Linked DNA regions of Capra hircus: region 2 is linked to region 1. Evidence: chromatin contacts called from public Hi-C data. All regions are on one chromosome and are shown on one strand. The core of a region is the stretch at or near the end of the contact, and the rest is flanking DNA. Distances in the headings are between cores, read along the strand shown.

Region 1 (4,340 bases), core at 797-3,296:
GAGTTTCCACTCTTTCAAGACCCGGTTTTTTAGTAGGTAGCTCAAAATGCCAGGATTTGGTCTCCGCCCAGGGTCTCACACAGAAAGTGCTAGGTACATGTGAAATCCTCAGGGTCCTCAGGGTCCTGAAATATATGCCTTGCCTTCTCAATCTGTATGGGAAAACTGAGGCTCAGAAGAGAACTGACTTGATCAAGATCTGGTTAGAGCACATTACTTTTTCTCCCCGATTTCTACTGGTTGAGGGGGTGGGGTCCTGCTTTACCCTGGAATCCCCCAAGCAACTGTGGGTATAGAGAGACCTCATTTATAGATCCCTCTAAAATACCTCCAACCTCAAAGGATACATATCTCCAGGCTCGGGTCCAGGGAGGACCTCAGGGTGTCTGTGACTCCTGTTCCAGACAATAGCAGGACAGACAGGGAGGTGAGGAACTGAAGAAGGTCCATATCCAAGACTCTGGAGCTAAGAGAGCAACCCAGTGAAAGAAGGTGAGATCCAGAGCTTAGTGTTATATAAAACAGAAAGTGAACTGAAAAGCAACTTCCCCTGACATGACACAGCCTCCAAATACCGGGAAGCCAGCTTTCGGAATCCCTGAAGCCCCAGTCCCTAGCCCAGGGCCAGGGACAAAGAGACACACGGTGAAGACATGGGATAATGGGAGGAAGAAAGATAAATGTCAGCACAGCAAGGATGCTCAGAGAACAGGTCTGGAACCCTGCGCTGGAGCCCTGGCTGTGCCTGACTTCAGGACCTAAAGAAGGCAAACTGTTCAGCCTCTCTGAGCTTCATCTTCCTCACTGCAAAATGAGGTTATAAAGAGGTCATCTCCCTGTTGCAGAGACAGAGACCTGGGTGAGGCACTGTGCCTGAGGAAGGAGGGTCAACATCATTCCCCCTCAGTTCTCCCTCCCTGGCCTTCCAGGAGGCCCAGGCAGTCAAAACGTGAAACTTGTAGGCTTTCCTGCTTTTCCTGACTTACGTCATCAGAAAGGAAGAAGGGGTGCGGGGTGGGAAGAGAGGCAAGGCAGTTCTGGGGTAAGACGGCTGTTACTCTCCTAGGAACCACAGGTACCACAAGCAAAACCTCTTCCTATCTAGGCAACATTCCCCAACTATTTACTGAGTGACTTTCATGTTCCGGAGCCAGGAATACAGCAGGAACAACATTCCCTGCACAATGGCACTTCTATCTCTAGTAGGGTTAAGAGACAACCAACAAAGTTGTAAAACAAGCACAGAAGGATAAGAGGGAGTCAGCAAAGTGTGATATTAAAAATAGCAGTCAGAGGAAGCATCTACAACGTGGAGATAAATGCACAGAAAAATGAGGTGACTGCCCAAATCACTTATATATCACTCACAGATTTTCCAGTTAAACTAAGAGTCTTAATGAACAGGCTATCTCAGAGCTGGCCACTGTTCTACCGGGACACCTGACCCAGGGGAGAGATGCTCAGTTATTGACAGTGACCTCTCACAGAGGTCAACCGGAGAACCAACTCTATCCCGTGCAGATCAGACAACTGAAGCCCAGGGAATGTGAGGAAATAGTTCAAGCTCACCCAGAGCCCTACGTTCCACCGTCATACTCCAGACTTAAGGGAACCAAACCCTGGTTAAGGCGAAACTTGGGAGTCAGAGAATATCAGATGGCCGGTAATGACTGAAGCGGGGAAGAAGTGGGAAATGAGAGAGGTGACCTGGTGGTGGATTCTGAGCGGGCCACTCGGGCTTGCAGACCAAGGATGCCACCCGCGCCTTTAGGGCTCCTAGAGGAGAGTCTTTCCAATGAGGTCCGCGAATCTCACACCCCACCCCCTGCAGCCAGTTTTGGGCCCTCGGTCCCTCCCCCCGCCCTCCAAAGGGGTCTGCTTGCCCCCGGCCCTCGCCCTACCTACCGGGCCAGGCAGGCCAGGGGCCAGAAGTCAGGCAGCAACCGACTCGAGGGTCTACTAGCGACCAGCGGAGCCGTGGATTCTCATAGTATGCCCGCTAGTAGCAGCACAGGGACCGCCGATTACTGGCCCCGCCCACCGTGCCTCTCCTGACCAACGAGCGCAGGCCGCGACGGCCGCTCCTTGACCTCACTTCCGGCCCCGCCCAGTAGGCGGAGGCATCTGCCCCGCCTGAGGTCCTTGGGATTCCGGTCCCGCCCACCTTGCCGGTCAGCCGGCGCACGTGTCGCGTGTTAAGATCGGTTTGGAGAAAACAGCCTGACTGACGCCGTGATCCCTTCCGGACGGTCTTTCTAGCGCCCTCCCTGAAACTGTTATGTCAGCTGAGTGTTTTTCAAACTGCATTTGTCAAAATCAGTTTAGTGGGTCGTGACTAACCCCTTTTTCTATGTAATGTGCAATGCAGTGGTGGGACATCCCCTGCTCGCCGCTTCAATCCACGAAAATTCTAAACCAAGCTCGTTGGTTCTTCCCTGGTCTATGATTTTGTACAGCATCAGTACAGACCCGAGGAGAGCTCCGAAACCGTGTACAACCCGGTATCCATGTCTTTTGAAGTAAAACGCTGACTCTAGCGTTAACGATTGGGAAAGGTGAAGATGTACAAACAAACAGCTGTTGGACTGCTAAGTCACTTCAGTCGTGTCCGATTCTGTGCGACCCCATAGACAGCAGCCTACCAAGCTCCCCCGTCCCTGGGATTCTCCAGGCAAGAACACGAGTGGGTTGCCATTTCCTTCTCCGATGCATGAAAGTGAAAAGTGAAAGTGAAGTCGCTCAGTCGTGACCGACTCTTAGCGACCCCATGGACTGCAGCCTACCAGGCTCCTCTGTCTATGGGATTTTCCAGGCAAGAAGCCTGGAGTGGGGTGCCATTGCCTTCTGGAACTGGTAACAGTTTAGACTATAATTCTGCCACACAGCAGAATCACCGAACTCTCAGTTCCCTGGAAGATATAAAGGTCTGACACACATTTCTAAATTGTTTTTATAGGAAGCAGACCACCATCCCCACCCCACCAAATGAAAACTGCTGCCCACAAGAACCACAGGCCATTGACTAGCTGAAACCAGAAAACTGATGATACTTGAAACTTCATCTTGATGCCAACCGATCTGAGAACTGTCCATGGATCATGCCCCGCCCCTTGAAGCCTGTAAAATTCCTCACTACCCCCCTCCAGGGTGAATCACACAGTTTTGAGGGCATTAGCCCAGTGTGGCCCTTTTTGCCTGGCAAAACAATAAAAGCTACTCTTTTCTACTTCACCCAAAACACTGTCTCCGAGTTTCTATTACTATTTGGCACCAATGAACAGTGGCTGAGTTTCCATGAGAGCCCTGGCGGACAGTCAGTAAGGGAGCTGACACTCTGGGTGAGCTGAGCGCAGAACAAGAGTGGGAAGTTGTGGAGAGCAGACATTGGAAGAACTGCACACATAGGTGCACAAATACACGCTCCAAGGAGAGCCAGGAGTGAAAGGCACACACGGGACCTGCTTCAGCCAGGAAGGAGATGAGCTGGAACAGCTTTCTTTAGTTAGGAAGGCTTAGAAAGTTCTGACCTGCTCACTTCCCTTGCCTGGAAATTGTACCTCTCTCCACTTTGACTTGAGGTAAAGCAGCAGATAAACTGATCCCAGAGCACCTGCATCACAGCAGCACCAAACATGTGGCCTCTCTCTGCCTCTCCTGCCCCAGAGATAGCCTGACTGATGTCTTCAACTGAGACGACCAGCCGGTTTAACAAGGGCAAGTCCGCCCCCTCTCTCCGAGGAGGCCACCCATCCTGGCTGAGGAACCAGCTGGAGGGAGCCCAGGTAAGTGTAAAGTGACATATTTTTGGAGAGCCCACACAGGCATCTGAGTGTTTCACTTTATTTCCTGATTCTGTTCCAGTGACGGAGTATATGGCCCCAGATGAACGGCTGCAGTTGTCATACATTTCCCCCAAACCACTGTGCCCTGACTTTGTCTTCTCCGGGTCTCAGTTCTCTCTGCTTCTAGGCATCCGGCCGGAGGGTCAGTCTCTGATGTGGGACAGGGATACAGACACCCCTCCCAGGCAGCTGGCAACAACCATGAGAGGAGAACAGCAAAGAGGTGGGGCCAACCACGGGAGAACCATGCTTCTCATGCCCAAAAGGGCAAAAATAGACAAGAGCAGAGGTGCTCCTGAGAATAATGGGATGGACTCTAAATTTGGGACCTGAATACCTGAGCTCAGTAATCACTATACATCAGGGAGGGAACTGTTCCATGGAAAGGGGAAGGAGAGTCCGTGAAGAGGCACCCCCACCCCCACCCCAGCACACGCAACTCCAGACCAAGTGTCTCTGGAGCACCGGAGCAACCCCTCAGAGGGTGGGTGACCACTG
Region 2 (4,340 bases), core at 1,133-3,632, 140 kb before region 1:
GCAGATACATGAATAAAGTGAGGAAACAAGCCAGGTGACTATTTGGAAGTGCACTTCAGCCAGAACCACAGGGGCAAAGGTCCCGGTGAATGAAGTGAAAGTCACTCAGTCCAACTCTGCGACCCCATGAACTATACAGTTCAGCTCAGTCGCTCAGTCGTGTCTGACTCTTTGCGACCCCATGAATTGCAGCACGCCAGGCCTCCCTGTCCATCACCAACTCCTGGAGTTCACCCAAACTCATGTCCATCGAGTTGGTGATGCCATCCAGCCATCTCATCCTCTGTCATCCCCTTCTCCTCCTGCCCCCAATCCTTCCCAGCATCAGGGTCTTTTCAAATGAGTCAATTCTTCACATGAGGTGGCCAAAGTATTGGAGTTTCAACTTCAGCATCAATCCTTCCAATGAACACCCAGGATTGATCTCCTTTAGGATGGACTGGTTGGATCTCCTTGCAGTCCAAGGGACTCTCAAGAGTCTTCTCCAACACCACAATTCAAAAGCATCAATTCTTCGGCACTCAGCTTTCTTCACCGTCCAACTCTCACATCCATACCTGACCACTGTAAAAACCATAGCCTTGACTAGATTATAGAGAAGTGGGTAGCCTTTCCCTTCTTCAGGGGATCTTCCCAACCCAAGGATAGAACCCAGGTCTTCTGCATTGCAGGTGGATTTTTTACTAGTTGAGCCACCAGGAAAGCCCCTGGGAGCAGGTGTTAAAGAGAGAAAGACAGAAGATGAGGCTGGGGAGTCCATCAAGGGCCAGAACACACAGAGCCTCAAAGGTCATGTAAGGTGTTTGCAATGTACTCTGAGTGAGAGGGTGACTACCAGTGGGTTTTGACCAGAAAAGTGGCCTGCTCTGATTTCTTATTCAAAAGGAAGACTCTGATTGCTGTATGAGACTAGCCAGTAGCCCTGGAGATCAGTGTGGACACAGGGAGCCTGTGAGAAGTCTATTACAGTAGACTCAATGAGAGATACCAGCATCTTCTCCTGATTGGGGGGTGGAAGTGGTGAGAAATGGTCAGCTTCTGGATGCATTTTAAGAACAGAACCAGAAATTGGCTGTGAGGTGCAGAGAAAAGGAGCCAAGAATGACCCAAGATTTTGTTCTGAGCAGCTACAAGGAATGAGTCAACTGAGCTGGAAGAGACAAATTTACCTTATTAAAAAAGAGAGACATCACTTGCCAGGAAAGGTTCCATATAGTCAAAGTTATGGTTTTTCCGGTAGTATGTATGGATATGAGAGTTGGAACCATAAAAAAGGCTGAGTGCTGAAGAACCAATGCTTTCGACCATGGTGTTGGAGAAGACTCTTGAGAGTCCCTTGGACAGTAAGGAGATCAAACCTGTCAATCCTAAAGGAAATCAACCATGAATATTCATTGGAAAGACTGAAGTTGAAACTGAAGCTCCAATACTTTGGCCACCTGATGTGAAGAGCTGCCTCATAGGAAAAGACTGACGCTGGGAAAGATTGAGGGCAAGAGGAGAAGGAGGCAGCAGAGGATGAGATGGTTGGATGGCATCACCGACTCAATGGACGTGAGTTTGAGCAAGCTCCAAGAGACTGTGAAGGACAGGGAAGCCTGGCATGCTGCAGTCCATGGGGTTGCAAAGAGTTAAAAATGATTTAGTGACTAAACAGTCCTGAATATTCATTGGAAGGGCTGATGCTGAAGCTGAAACTCTAATACTTTGGCCATCTGATGCGAAGAACTGACTCATTTGAAAAGACCCTGATGCTGGGAAAGATTGAAGGCGGGAGAAAAAGGGGACGACAGAGAATGAGATGGTTGGATGGCATCACACAACGGACATGACTTTGAGTAAACTCCGGGAGTTAGTGATGGACAGGGAGGCCTGGTGTGCTGCAGTCCATGGGGTCGCAAGGAGTTGGACACGACTGAGCGACTGAACTGAACTGACTGAGCGACTGAACAAGAGCACCTGGAATGACCATGAGTGAAGGAAAAATGAATAAACAAATCACTGAATACTGTCTTTCTCCCAGGAGTGAAATAAAAGTCCTGTCTCGCAGGCAGCACCTTTGGTGCCTAGGGGCAGCCGTGGAAAACTTCCCCTGAGAAAGGACCTACTGTCTAGCACATGGAACTCAGCTCAATGTTATATGACAGCCTGGAGGGGAGCAGGGTTTGGTGGGGGGGCGGGGCGGAATGGATACATGTGTTTCTATGGCTGAGTCCCTTCTCTGTTCACCTGAAACTATCACAACATTGTTTGTTAATCGGCTATCCCCCAATAAAGGATAAATTTTTTAAAAGGAAAAATGGTATTGTCTCCTTTAAGAAGGCCCTGTCTGGCCCCGCCCCACAGGAAGCCCCGCCCGATAGCGTCACGTGTCCCGCGCTTACGCACTAGGGAAGAGCCAGAGGGCTATTTGAAAGCCCGGCGCGCACCCTGAGACCCGCAGTTCCGTCAGTCAGCGGGGATGTCGGTGTTACGGCCGCTGGACAGGCTGCCTGGCCTGAACACGGCCACCATCTTGGTAGGCATCAGCAGCCCCGATTCCCGCGCCCGCCTTTCCTCCTGGGCCGCGCTTCAGCGGCCAGGCCCTCTGCGGCGTTCTGAGATTCTGGCCCGGGCTGCTCCGGCGGGAGTGTGGTGGGCGGGAGAGCCCCTTCTGAACCAATCAGAGTTAGCTGCCCTCTTGACGGCGGGAGCCCGCGCGCAGGGTGGATGCAGGTGGTCCAAGACGCGGTTGTGGTTTTCCCCCTGTATCCGTGTCAGGCCTCCGGTAGAAACGAGGCTGTCTCAGGGAGGGTTCAGGGGCGAGGGGGGCGGGTAGTGAGGGGAACTGGAGCGGGTGCACACCTCAGACCCTCACCAATGCCTGCCGTAGTAAAGAGTAAAGAGGCACTCGGTAAAGAGTGCCTCGCGCGCTCCGGGGGTCGCGGCTGTCCGGGCCCAGCGGCGGGGCTGCTGTATCCAGGGATCCACTGGCCGCCTTCTCTCTCTGGGCAGCTGGTGGGCACGGAGGATGCTCTTCTGCAGCAACTGGCCGATTCGATGCTCAAGGAGGACTGCACCTCAGAGCTGAAGGTGTAAGTAGCCTGCGCTGGAGATGTCCGATCGCTGGCCTGGGCGCAGGGGAGAGCGGGGAGCGGGGTGGAGTGGATATGGGTGGAGCGGAAGGCCAGAGAGGCTGGCGCAGGCGGGGCGAGCTTGGACCCACGGCTCGGAGCCTCCGTCCTGACGCGCGATCTGTCCGTGTGAAGCGTCCTCCGTCACTTCTCTGTCACGCCAGCTTTTCTGTTTCGCTCTAACACTTGTTACTATAAAGAAATTTCCATATTATGCCACGTTGGCCAAAACCGATGTCCATCACTACAGTGGCAATAATATTGAATTGGGCACAGCATGTGGAAAATACTAGAGTACGCACACTGGCTATCATTGATCCAGGTGATTCTGATATTATTAGAAGCATGCCAGAACAGACTGGTGAAAAGTAAACCATGTACAATTTTTCTTTAATAAAACTGGCCAGAGCTTGTTGTTGTTGTTTTTAAATAAAAAAGAAATTTCCTTGTTCGCATGTTTGTTTACTTGTTTCCAGTCTGCCACCCCAAGGCACCCCAAGGTTAGCCCGTTGAGGGCAGGGACTTTCACTTTTGCTGGCTGGTGAGGAAGCCCCACTGCCTTGAGCAGTACTTGGCCCAGAACAGTTAGTTACTCAGATATTCCCCAAATTTGGAGAAAAGGTGACTAAAGTATATTTTGCTTTCCTTTTTCTAACTGATAGGGAGTAGAAACAGCTGCTGGCAGGAGTCAAGTGACTGAATATGTGTGGGTGTCATTCTCCCCGACTGAAAGACAAGCTCCAAGGGTCTATGTTAAATGATCCAAATCTAAAGGGTATTTCCTTTATGGGAATTGGAAATGCCCTTTCCTAGCAAGAACATCATCTTTCCCTCAAAATAAAGATTGTTTATAGGTCCATCTGTGCCCTACCTGTCTTACCAGGCTCTTAGGCTATAGAACACCAAACACAATCACCGATAAACTCAACCCTGTAGCTCAGAAATAGGAAAAGATTAAAAAAATAATTAGCATCAGAGTTAAAGGAAAATGTGGACAAAATTGCCTTCCTTGAGCAATATGGCAATCATTACCAAAAAAGGAAATACTATTATCCTATTTTTAGATTCCATCTACTGTATTCTAGTGTCTGAATGCGTATACATTTGTACATGGAAAGATAGTTAGAAAAATGTTCTAACATTAATAGTAGTAATTTTTAGGTAACTGAACTTTTAGGAGTGTGTGTGTGTGTGTGTGTTAACTTTTGTTATATTTTGTATACTTTT

Evidence for each region. Hi-C and Micro-C count contacts between places; a contact is called where the count stands out from the background.
Region 2: a contact with region 1 is called in a Hi-C map of blood, with 3 times the contacts expected there. The contact joins the promoter of CENPM here to the promoter of CCDC134 in region 1. A contact is called at or near these places in 3 of 5 Hi-C or Micro-C datasets (all in blood).

What each region holds. Positions count from the first base shown.
Region 1 is chr5:111,748,422-111,752,761 of ARS1.2, reverse strand. It overlaps CCDC134 (coiled-coil domain-containing protein 134), which reads right to left and starts at 2,046. Exons shown (of 9, transcript XR_001918132.1): 1 at 1,906-2,046; 2 at 348-466. It overlaps MEI1 (meiosis inhibitor protein 1), which reads right to left. Exons shown (of 31, transcript XM_005681120.2): 31 at 3,825-4,031. The coding sequence ends at 3,986.
Region 2 is chr5:111,889,206-111,893,545 of ARS1.2, reverse strand. It overlaps CENPM (centromere protein M), which reads left to right and starts at 2,382. Exons shown (of 6, transcript XM_005681122.3): 1 at 2,382-2,518; 2 at 2,995-3,074. The coding sequence starts at 2,462.